Linked DNA regions of Mus musculus: all the other regions are linked to region 1. A link is a contact called in public HiChIP or PLAC-seq data. All regions are on one chromosome and are shown on one strand. The core of a region is the stretch at or near the end of the contact, and the rest is flanking DNA. Distances in the headings are between cores, read along the strand shown.

Region 1 (3,920 bases), core at 793-3,292:
GTGTGTATGTATAACCCAAGCCCTGTGGGGGGCAGAGATAGGAGAACCCCCAGGGCTCAGAACCCATGGAAGATAGCAGAGCATGGGGGTGTGTATGTGCAACCCAAGCCCTGTGGGGGGCAGAGATAGGAGAACCCCCAGAGTTTTTTGGCCAGGCTGAATAGGCAAGCTCTCAATTCAGTGAGCCCTATCTCAAAAGTGAATTGGCAGCCAGGCATGGTGGCACATGCTTTTCATCTCAGCACTTGGGAGGCAGAAGCAAGTACCGCTCTGTGAGAGTGAGGTCAGCCTGGTCTAGATAGTGAGGCTCTGTCTCAAGGAACCAAAAGTAAATAAAATACCAATGCATAAATAAACAAGGTGGAGTGTGCTTGAAGAAGACATTCGGTATCAACTTCTGACCTCCGTATGCGTGCACATATACATACGTAAGACAGACACACACATACACAATTAAAAATAAATCTTTAAACTTTATTTTTATATTTACTTAGTAAATTTATTTATTTATTTGAGACAGGGTTTCTCTCTGTAGCCCTGGCTGTCCTGGAACAGAGATACCTGGCTGGCTCCACACGCCTCTGCTTCCCAAGTGCCGGGACTAAAGGTGTGCAGCACCATGCCCAGCTGTAAATAGGTTTTTAGAAAGAGCAGCAAGTATTCTTGACCATTGGCCGTCTCTCAAGCCCCCGCCCCCCCACATTTAAGAATCTGAAAATCCTGGGTCCTTTGCCAAGGGTGTTGGTGTCCTCACAGGCTGACCTGAATTTGAGATACTCTTGTTGTCAACCCTTTGGGACCTGAGGGAGGAGTCGGTACAAGGGGAGTAAACCGTTGAAGTACCCTCTCCCCCTCCCCGCCTCAGGACTATCTATGTGCTCATCCCAGCAGCAGTTGGCCACACCCAGTGTCACACTTCCCACAGTTCACAATGGGCAGCGGCCTAGAATAGGAACTTGTGGAGAGCAGGGGTGGGGCAGGAGACTGGCATGGGGTGGGACTCAGTTGCCCAGCCAAAATCAATGATCTGCAGGAAGCCACCCCATTCTTCGAGGCGGGAGGCTCTGTCCTGTGAGGCTGGGGACAGGATGTGCTTTGTCTTCCCTTTGGTGGCTAAGGGTCCCCTCTCACACGCTCTTCTGCTGCAGCAGAGTCTCTTTCAGAACCCCTCCCGTCCCAGCATGGAGCTCTGGCTCCTTGGGTCAGTATAAGCAGCAGGGCTTCAGAAGCCACTTGGGTTTTCATTTGGAAACCAAAGCAACAAAAGATGCTCCTGGCGTCCTGGCTAGACAGAAGTCATAAGACAGAATCTGCGGTAGGCCTTATGCATGAGGCTCTGGGTTCCATTCCCAGCCCTATATTAGTGTTTCAGGATATTTACATTTCTGTCTTCTGTGAGTGGCAAGCAAACAAAATATGTCCAGTATTTACCACACACTGGGAGTCCCAAGTCCTAGAGAAGGCATGTGCCATGTTAGTGAAGGAGATTGGCACCTTTGGAGGGGCAGGGTGATCAAATCTCAGCTCTGTCCTTGTGAGTCCCTCCTGTGTCATGACCGTTCTCATTCATAAAGAGACCGCCACCTATTACCAGGTAGAGGGATGACCTAGCAAAGAGCACCCTGAACAGTACCTGTGTATTGTGTGCTCACTGCTTATGGCTGCTCTTGAATGACTTGTACCTGCCTTGAGCCCTGCAGGTCACATAGAGGGTTGGGAGAAGGTAGCACACTCCACAGAACTCTAAACTCAGTGCAGAGTATGGGGCTCAGTCACAAAGGCCACTCTCATATACCTACCCCTAAACGACCTCCCACGCCTAAGAAAGAGCTACCAGCCACAGGCCACCAACCCACTAGCCACACCTCTGTGGACAATGGTTTTATTTATGACAAGCTCTTAGAACACACACATCCGATTTCCAGAACAGAAATGTACAGCATGAGGCTTAAATAACTTTCATACACTATGTACAGTTGTCAGCAGAGGTACAAAACATATACACACCTTGTGCTACTACGTCACAGGAGAGTGCATGAGCCAAACGAGACCCTGCAGTCTGGGTAGGGACAACCATCATAAGAGCTGGTGACAGGGCAGGGCAGGCCAGGGCAGGGCAGGGCACCAAGACATCAGAGGTCTTTTCTGACTCTCGGCAGTACCGACTTCCCACTTTCTGACAAAGCCTTTAGGACACAGAAGTGAAGGTGGAAGGGACAGGGATGAGGGAGGCCAGCTGGGTGCTGGAGATGAAGTGGGTGGGGGGCACCGGGGACAGAACAATGATGTCAAAGAAACCGAACTCTCCCTGTAGATTCTCTTGCTCACAAGGAGCAGTGAAGACCTGGGAGTCAGGAGGTGAAAGGGCTGGGCTCAAGAAGGTCTGTTGGGGAACTGGCCACTGTGCTCAGCAAAGAGAGCAGCAGTAAGCAGTTTTTTATTTGAAAGGACAAAGGGATAGATGTGGCAGGTTTGGGCTACATGGTGGGAAGGAATTCACCGCTCCTGCAGGGCAAGTCCTGCCCACACAAACATACCAGGCACAGCCAAGGGGGTGTGCCTGCTGCACCCAGCCCAGACTCCAAGGGAGGCCTCCAGGAACTGGGAGAGGGCAGGGCAGAGATGTAATGTCCTGCCTTCTCAGCAGCTTCCTGCTGGCGCCACCACCACAATGGCTAGCAGAAGAATCCTTCAGCAAGACAGCATCTTCTCCTTGTTTGTGCTTTAAGCTGCCCTTTGCCCAAGCCACACAGCCTAAGACCATTCCAGGCCTGCAGCTGGAGCAACGGTGGGAGGCTACTCCCAGGTCCATAGCTGTCCCTTTTCAAGTAGCTGTGGTGGCACTCTGACCACATCAAGGGCTGCGCTGGGTCAGCCTCTCATTCTTCGAGTTCTCTCTCTTTCCTCTGCAGTCTCTAAAGGCTGCTCCAGGCAGCATGTGCATTGAGTTGGCTGCTGTCGGACCAAGTCTCACCAACAAGACCAAACACTGAACTGGTTAATACTGGGATGGGTCCTGGCCCAGGACTGTGCACAGAAAAGACCTAAGAGAGTGGGGACAGTAGACACTTTCCATGGAAGCTAATCAATATCGGAAGCAAGGATGTCGGGGTTAGCTCAAGAGATGGGAGTCTGGGTCCAGGCTCTTCAGGCTCAGTAGGGTCAGGTACCAGCTATACTCTGGTTGTTAAAGGCTTGGGGTGTGCAGGTCTAGAGAGGACCCCCACAGGATACAGATGTGGCCTGGGCCTCAAGTCCTAGGAGGGGCACAAGGAGTAAATTAATAGTTCCCAGTGTACATAGTGCGTCAGCCAAAGACATGGGCAGCCTTGGTCTAACCTCACAGACACGGGCAGCCCTGGTCTAACCTAAGACGAAGCCCATCTGGGAAAGATCTCCTGGTGCCAAGTTTGCTCATACTGTCTACCCAGAGACCTGCTATTGTGCTCAAATTACAACCAGTTTGTGCTTCCGACAAGAAGGATGCTTGTGCAATGAGTGGAGCTGGGGTCCTGCCCCTGACTATGTACCTTGGACATCCCCGAAAGGGTGGGTGAGCAGGGACTCCAACGTTCCCAGAACACAGCTCAGAATGGCTCAGGACGATGAGCTCAGAGCTCCGATTTCAAGTTTAGTCAATGACACTCGCTGGGACAGCATAGCAGCCCCGCCATGAGGTAGTGACCCATCAGAAATGGCAGAAGGGGTAATGCCGGTGAGCACCTCTCGCGGGGGCTGTAAGACCACACACACTTTGTGCAAGAACTGGCCTTGCAGCTATACATACAGTACAGGCACCCCGGGCTGGGGCGGCCCAGCCTGAGGGGTCGGGACAAAGTCTCACGTGTTTCTGTAGTTTGTAAACAGCCATGCAGACGGGTTCTGGGTTTTCTTACAGGGTGTAAGGTCCGGGCTTTCCA
Region 2 (3,841 bases), core at 1,274-3,773, 290 kb after region 1:
CTCTCTCTCTCTCTCTCTCTGTGTGTGTGTGTGTGTTTATGAAGTGTTCAGAGAACAATTGTCAGGATTCATACCTCCTACTGTGTGAGTTCTCCTACCTACTGTGTGCATCCTAGAGATTGAACTCAGATCATCAGGATCTGTGACAAGCACTTCTACCCTACCCACCAACCCATTGCCCCAGCACTCAGCAAACGCAATCTTGAGGGTCTCTTACAAGCAGTTGCTGCTTCTGCAGTGATGGTAATAATAGCTGTTCCAGTGGGAGGATTATGGTCTGCAGTAGCCATGGAAGAGTCCCATGGCTCAATGACAGCCATGAGTTTCACAGACACTCCCTGCTTCAGATTCCACTAAAGGATATGACTATTCCCCAGCCCTTACCTCCCTCCCTCAGTGAAAACAGGGCTCATTTATGCTCCCCACACTGTTGCCCAGCTAGGAAAACACCTACAAGACATAGCACAGCTATGTGTGCCACAAGTGGCTTCCTAGAAGCCTGGGGTGGTTTTCATCAACATTTCTACCACAAGAAAGTTTCTGTGGCACCTTGTGTGTGCGCCTCACCTTAGGATTCTGAAGAACATGGAAGTGCATCTTCTCTCTGGCCTTCACTCTGCCCCAGGAGAGGAAAAGATGAGAGGAAAATATGGCTCCAGACAGAGGAGAGACTTGCTTAGGTCCCTAAGTAGGATAGGAAGGAGCTAGGCTCTGAATTCAGGTCTTTGGGTTTCATGCCTGGGTCAATTACCATAACCTCATTGCTGTATTTGTTTGTGGTTAACTTGTGTGCTTCTGAACTGGTTTTGTTGTTGTTGTTGTTGTTGTTTAAATTTTTTGGTCTGAGAATCAGTTACTTTGAGCAGAGAAAAATTGTCTCTCCCTCCTCTCCTTTAAACAATCAATACGGCCTACTCTCTCGGCAGGTCTATCAGCTGGGGGGCATCTGCAAGCTGGTGGACCTCCTCCGCAGCCCCAATCAGAATGTCCAGCAGGCTGCTGCCGGGGCCCTGCGCAACCTGGTGTTCAGGAGCACCCCCAACAAGCTGGAGACCAGGAGGCAGAACGGAATCCGTGAAGCTGTCAGCCTCCTGAGGAGAAGCGGGAGCACGGAGATCCAAAAACAGCTGACTGGTAGGGTGTTACAGAAAGGAAACTGGGGTGGGGGGTGGGCAAGGTGGTAGGGTGTGTCTCTAGCCTGTCCCTCTAGGCTAGGTCAAGGCACAGCTGTGTGGGTTTCACTGAGCTGTGATTCAGGAACTCAGTGGCACTGGCTTCAATTGAAGTGGTGACACCCAGATGATGACCTCGGGTGATGCACACCCTTCAGAAGGCATCTTCAAGGCTGGGGTGCAAGGGAAGGAGTGTTGTGTCATGGGCACTGAGATTGTAGGTGATAGAAGGGGAGCAAGGCCAATGGGTCAGGGTCAGTGGATCTCAAAGGATGGCTGTTGATACTACAGTTACCTTGTGCTCACAAAGTACATGAAGCAAACAAGGTGGGATACAGGATGGAGGAGCCACCATGAAGACCTTGAATTAGACTGGAGAAGACAAGAATGTTCAGAGTAACAAACTAATGAGAATTTCTGGACTCACTGCCATGGTTGATATTCTCTGTGTATTGTTTCAAGTGGAAAACAGAGAATGGCTTAGAACTTAAACAGTTCTAAGTTCCAAAGAGTATGGTTAAAACCAATGACCAACCAACTGTATTTTAGGAGCTGTGTCCATGTGCATAACTCTTACCTAGACAGAGAACTCTGAGATGTTCTAAGACCTCAGAGAACCTGCAATCTACATGGGCACTGAGAACAGGATCATGAGGAAATCAGACAATGGATCTGATGGGCCAAGCCTACCTGGAAGGTAGCCATTTGCCAGAGCCTAGACTCTGGGCAGTGCCACTAGAGACTTCAGGTCTTCAGAGCCTAACGTGTTGAGCTGACCATGTCTGTGTCCAGGGCTCCTCTGGAACCTGTCTTCCACTGATGAGCTGAAGGAGGAGCTGGTGGCCGACGCCCTGCCTGTTCTGACTGACCGGGTCATCATTCCTTTCTCTGGCTGGTGTGATGGTAACAGCAACATGTCCCGGGAAGTAGTGGACCCTGAGGTCTTCTTCAATGCTACAGGCTGCTTGAGGTGAGAGAAGAGGGCACGTAAGGTCTTTCCACTCAGGTCTTTCCACAGTCAGCCTCCATTTCAGCCAACATCCAGCCGCAGTAGGAAACATACCACTCAGTCTGGCCCTGCCTTCTGTGGGCTGGCTCCAGGACAAAGAGTCAGGTATTAACAATGTCTGTGAGTCTGGCTATGCCTTGCAATGCCCTGAGAGGATCTAGAGGATAGCATTGGGACTATAGAGTGGAAATGGCCTGCATTTGAATATCCAAACTAGTTCAACTAAAATCCCCTCCTCCACCCACAGAAAAATGTACTTCTTGTGCTATCTTGAAGAACATATTTTTTTTTTTATACAAAAAGTCTACTGACTGGCTGCTCGTGAGTCACCTCCCACCTGAGTGCCAAAACCATTTGCCATGTTCATTGGCGTGCCGATGGTGCCTCTTGGCCCAAGGTTGTTTGAGTTCCACGGCAGGGTGTGGCAAAGCCCTGGCAGGATCTGGATGGGCTTGCTCTCAGAGCTTCAGGGAGGGTACCTACATGGAGTATGGAAACCATGGAACAAGGTCCCCTTTAGGGTCTCCCTTAGCCACAGTGGAATTTGTCCCCCAGAACTTCAGAGAACTTCCAGAGTAGGGGAGAAGTTAGTGTATGCTTTGTGTCTCCCATTGTGCTTCTCCCAAGCAGCCTCCAGACACAGCCTCCAGAGGGCAAAGAGGCTGGGTAAATGAAATGCCAGAGTAAGTAAGAACTTTTGGGGGGCCACATGACTGTTGGGTGTGACAGAACACACACACACATCCTATGCATGCACCATATACGCCACCTAGGGCAGGAGAACCTACAGTGCTTGGGAATGAACACAGCTTTATAAAAGATAGCTACATCTGGACCCCAGGTTAACCCTTTGCTTAGTTCTGGTCCAGTACCTCCTCAGATCTGCTTTGCTTCCACAAAAAGCAGTAGCTTCCAACTACTGTCCCTCAAGTGGCCACTAGAGGGCAGGAGCTGGGCTGCCAGATGCAGTGGAGCTCTTGAGGTGAGAGTCTTGTGCCTGGGGACTACAAGACAGAACCAATTGAGTTCAGGAGGAGACCCCTTTCAGCCAGGGCCAGGCAGATGCGGCTGAATCTTTTCCTTCTTAATTTTTTCCATCATTTATTCTTCTCTCTTCCCCTCTTCTTCTGGCCACAACTTTCATATTCTACCCTGTGCTTTCTGCTGTTCTTCACTGTGCATGCCCACTGCACTCTGCCCGTCCCTACCCTGCCGTCTCATCACCCCATCTGCATCCTCCTCCTCCCCATTCTCTCCCACAGGAACCTGAGTTCAGCTGATGCTGGCCGCCAGACTATGCGGAACTACTCTGGGCTCATTGACTCCCTCATGGCCTATGTCCAGAACTGCGTGGCTGCCAGCCGCTGCGATGACAAGGTAAGGGTGCAGGTCCCTGGTGACACCTCTATCCCCGACCCTGTGGTCTGTGCCTATAGCTACAAATCCCAGGGTCATGCTCTTAAGTCAGGGACTCTCCTAGTCCTGACATTTCTCTCCCAGAACCCATAAGTCAGGGTTATACTTCCCAGGAGCTTGTGGACTTTGTCTCAGAGACAGGACACCAGCAGAGGTAGTGGAGGAGACATCTGAAACATGCAAGTGCTCTCTGCTTGGGCTCTGAGGGCCACATTGTTTTTGTGGTGCTGGGCACACAAAAGTG
Region 3 (4,000 bases), core at 1,277-3,776, 380 kb after region 1:
GAAAGCAGTGAACTTGCAAGGTCAGTGAGAAGAACTTAGGGTAGGTGAAGTGAACCCAGAGCAGGGCAAGGTCTTGGGGAAGATCCTGACACTTCCTTGGCAAAACCCAGCCCCCTAGGCTTCACCTTCCTGAAAGCAGCTTTCTCTCTTGCTGGGAGGACCATGAAGGTCAGAGGAGGAAGACTCCACAGTCCAGGAGAACATGGAGATAACATGGACATGTGATAAGCAGTTCCGATCGATGAGCAGCCCCTCTGCACAGACTCTTCCCTAAGGTGAGCATTCGTCTTGTTCTAACTCTGCTTCTGTTCCTCCTTCTACTCCAAACACACCCCTGTCTCCGTCTTTAATGCTGCTAAGGCCCATAGGTGTCCATTGAGTGAATGAGAAGGCAGGCCCTTCTTAATGAAAGAAGCCCAGCAGGCACTGAGGCTCCTCCAGCTCAGAGTAGGACTTAGGGAGCACAAGGGTATACTTAGCTGCACCGTATGTCCCGGTGCTAACCCAGAGCTCTAGGAGCACTCCTTTGCTTTCCTAGGATGACCACTTGCTACATACAACTCCTCATGTTCCAGGGCCTCCCAGATTCATCTACAGTTTCTACTCTCTGCTATTCACCCCACTTCCACCCCCATCTCAGCATCATCCCCAGTCTCACCTAAATAAAGGCTCAAGGCTAGATAAGCCAGCTCCCCAGGGCCCTTAGAACCTTTCTCCTTGGTAAACTGGCTTAAGAGTATGCCATGACCGTAAGGGAGCCTGCCTTCCAAGGGACTCCCTCTTGCCTCCTAGGGAACTTCTGCACTGGACAGGCTGATAAGCTTCCTTCAGCTTCTTTAAAAGTCCAGGGGACTCTAAGGCAGGCAGTGTTGACAGAAGTTGGGACTCAGGGGAATGACCCCAGGGTCACAACTTCTATGTCCTTCAATCCAATGAGGAATTAACAGAACAAAAGTGGGGCGCGGTGGCGCGTGCCCGTCATTCCAACACTTGGGACACTGAGACAGGAGGGTGGCTATAAGTTTGAGGACAGTTTGAGTTGGAAGGAGAAAAGGAAGAAGACCGCAGGAGTCCCAGGGGCTTTCTATGTTGGGGGGAGGGCAGGAGAGAGACTCAGAGTGGGTTAGTGAAAGAGGGAAGCCTAGGTAGAGTATCCCCCTTTGGTCACACTGGTTTCCAAAGTCATATTGCCTCTCCTGGGGCGAGAGAGACTATAGGGTATGGGAGGAAGAAAGTATCTAGCCAGAAGAGCTGAGGCCTACAAGGCCATGGGTAGTAGAGTCGGGGTCAGCCATCTCAGTGGAAGACACCTGTCAGCCAGCCCCAGCTGCCCCGGCATTGTTTGGAAAGCTGAAGAACCTAAATTAGCAAGTGACAAAGTCAGCCCATTTGTCCTGCCAGCAGGCCCTCCCCTCCCACACTGCTCAGGGACCATGCCCCAGTGACAGCCAAGACGGAGCCCCCTCTCCACACCCACTCCACTCCATGCTGAGCCTATCTGTCCTTGCCCTGAGATCAGTTGTCTACATTGGACCCTGGGAGGGGGAGGGCAGGGGATGGAGGAAGAGAGATTAGCCAGAACAAAGAAAGGCTGTCACTCCTCAGTTTTCCACCACAGATCAACCTGTGTCACTGGAGAGAGAGCCTAGCAGAGTGAGTCAACCCTCAAGCTTGGAGACAGACGGCCTCACTCTCAGCAAATCTGATCTGGTGTAACTTGAGCGGTTTGACCCTTGTGAGATTCCGTTTCCTCATCTATAAAATGGAGATAATAATAGTGTCTACCTCAGAGGATTGCTGTGGGGCTGCGGTGAGGTAATGTGTACAAAGGGCTTTGCAAAGGTCTGGCATGAGGCAAGCGCTTAGCCGATATTAAGTTCTTCGTGTATTCTTGTTTCGGTGCTGGGGATTGAATCCAGGGCGGCTAGGCAAGCCCTCAGCCACTGTGCTTCCTCCCCAGCCAACCGAAACCTCAGAATTACTCTGAGGTGGGCATTATTATCAATCCCATTGAACCGATGGGAAAACGGAGCTCACAGTGGACGAGCAGCTCACTCAGTGACCCATAGCAAGAGGAGGCCAAGTCAAAAACTATATACCCCGGTGCCTGGTGACAGCCTGGCCGACAGGAACTGTCCCGTAAACACTCGGAATGTTTATTTCCTCAATGTTCTCAACTTCAGATTTTTTTTTCTACTGCAAATTTGAATGGACCAGTCTTGAGACCCAAAGCTCCCTAAAACCTAATGTGCTGCTTTGTATATTGATGCTTATCGGAGGTCTGTGTCTGTCGAGCCAGAAATAGTTCCCAGCCTCTGTTCTCAGCCCTAAGACTCCAAGACGAGGAAGCTTCTCTTTGTGCTACAGGGATGCGGGGGCTGGGCAGAGAGGGAATAGGAGGGTGCGAATGAGTAAACCCACCGGGAGAGGCGGTGGGAACCTTCAAGCTCCCGCAGGCTCCAACAGCCCGGCTGCTTTCTCACACGGCACTCTCTGCTACCTCCCACGCCTCGGACTTCCTCCCACACCCTCCGCCCGAACCTGTTGTCTCACTTCTCCTGTCTCCTTGAGCTTACTCCATCCTGCACTAAATCTGCCTCGGCCCCTCTGCCTACTTCCTGCCTCCAGCCATGCGCTGTGATGGACAGACACAGGGCGCCCAAGGCAGACCCCACTCTTTACCCCAGGCTGCCTCCAAGTTGTCATCGTGCTTTGAGCCTAGGGCAGGGCCATGCCTTGGCAGGTCCCTGCAGAACAGGCTGCCTGGCCAGAAATCCCCATAATAAGTAGGTAAGGTTCAGGGCTGCCCCTGTGAGGCACGGCAAAGGGGTGTGGGGCATAGAAACGGAGAGAGCTTGCAAACCAGGTGTGGGTGCCACCCTTCATAAACAAATCCTCTTTAGACTGGCGAATGAACAGTCAGTGAACCTGGGAACTGGGACACCAGGTCAGCACGCAGCTCTCCCAATGCCGCCTTGCCCCGCCCAATGCCGCCTCGCCCCGCCCACTGTCCATGCCCAGTACCCCTTACCCCTTTACCCCCTCCCCTGCCCCCAGCCCGATGACCACAACTCCCAGGCCTCTCTTAAGATAGTTCCAGCCTGCCCTGCACCCTGTCCTGGTCACTTTACTCTTTATTCTGAAGAAACCCAAACTCTGTGAGCCTGCAGAGCCGGGGTGTTTCTCTCCTCATAATACTGCTGCCCCACCACCACCACCACCACCACCACCACCACACACACAGACACACACACACACACACACACACACACACACAGACACACACACACACACACACAATCTAGAGACAGCTCTCCTAGATCTGCCTGCCTTAGCACTCCTAGGTCTCCTTCTGCACAGCTCGCCTGATTCTAGGTATTATGTGCCTTAGCTTTCAGGTGTACCCAGTCTACCTTTCCTCTGGGAAAGTTGCCTCAAGGGGCCGATGACAGGGTCTTTACTCTCTCTCTGCCTGCCCCTGCAGGATTCAGCGTGGTGTGTAGCAGAGCGAGCCCACGCTAGCCCAGTGATTTTTTCTAAACCACGATGCCTCAGAATGTGCCAGAAGGCTTGTTAAAGCTTAAGTATTGGTCCTCAGCCTCAAGTTTCTGCTCCAGCAGGGCTGAGGCAGGTCCAGAAATGCGTGTCTTATACAAGGTCAGGTCCATATCCAACGGTCTGAGACACAGTTAAGAATGACTCAAAAGAATGACTCAAAAGGCCCCCTTCTGGGCAAAGACAACATGGGGTAAAAACGCCCAAATGTGGCCTGAGTTTGCCCCAAAGCAGATGGTTGGTGTGGGTACAGTGTATCAGTTCTGCTGACCCATCCGCCCATACCACCCTCCAGTTCCCAGAGAATGATGTAGGCCCCCAGGTGCCCCATTTCTCAGCTCCGCGTGTGTGTTCATTCAGGTCACCCTGTTAGAATTCTGTAAGTACCAGGTACTGAGCAGCCCAGAAAAGCCACGCCCAGACCTCCAGAGGGGCCCAGCCCTGG

The links. HiChIP or PLAC-seq counts read pairs in DNA pulled down with a chosen protein or histone mark.
Region 2: a FOXA1 HiChIP or PLAC-seq map of pancreatic cancer cells shows a contact between it and region 1. The contact joins two enhancer-like sites. A contact is called at or near these places in 1 of 484 Hi-C or Micro-C datasets (myocytes) and 2 of 115 datasets of contacts at active chromatin or transcription factors (embryonic stem cells and pancreatic cancer cells).
Region 3: an HNF4G HiChIP or PLAC-seq map of pancreatic cancer cells shows a contact between it and region 1. The contact joins two enhancer-like sites. A contact is called at or near these places in 1 of 115 datasets of contacts at active chromatin or transcription factors (pancreatic cancer cells) and 1 of 9 other capture datasets (adipose tissue).

What each region holds. Positions count from the first base shown.
Region 1 is chr1:136,175,948-136,179,867 of GRCm38.p6, reverse strand. Kif21b (kinesin family member 21B) reads right to left here. Exons shown (of 35, transcript NM_001039472.2): 35 at 1,867-3,920. Among named protein-coding and RNA genes, the nearest start is that of Mroh3, 35 kb to the left of the region's middle. Within about 2 kb of position 2,042, at least 24 of the 459 cell types and tissues checked have an H3K27ac peak or open chromatin away from gene starts, as enhancers often do. A contact at or near this core is called in pancreatic cancer cells, where this site is marked.
Region 2 is chr1:135,882,198-135,886,038 of GRCm38.p6, reverse strand. It overlaps Pkp1 (plakophilin 1), which reads left to right. Exons shown (of 14, transcript NM_019645.3): 5 at 927-1,134; 6 at 1,965-2,142; 7 at 3,444-3,558. Among named protein-coding and RNA genes, the nearest start is that of Pkp1, 35 kb to the left of the region's middle. Within about 2 kb of position 2,523, at least 16 of the 459 cell types and tissues checked have an H3K27ac peak or open chromatin away from gene starts, as enhancers often do. A contact at or near this core is called in pancreatic cancer cells, where this site is marked.
Region 3 is chr1:135,792,412-135,796,411 of GRCm38.p6, reverse strand. It overlaps a transcript of Tnni1 not described here. Among named protein-coding and RNA genes, the nearest start is that of Tnni1, 5.0 kb to the left of the region's middle. Within about 2 kb of position 2,526, at least 116 of the 459 cell types and tissues checked have an H3K27ac peak or open chromatin away from gene starts, as enhancers often do. A contact at or near this core is called in pancreatic cancer cells, where this site is marked.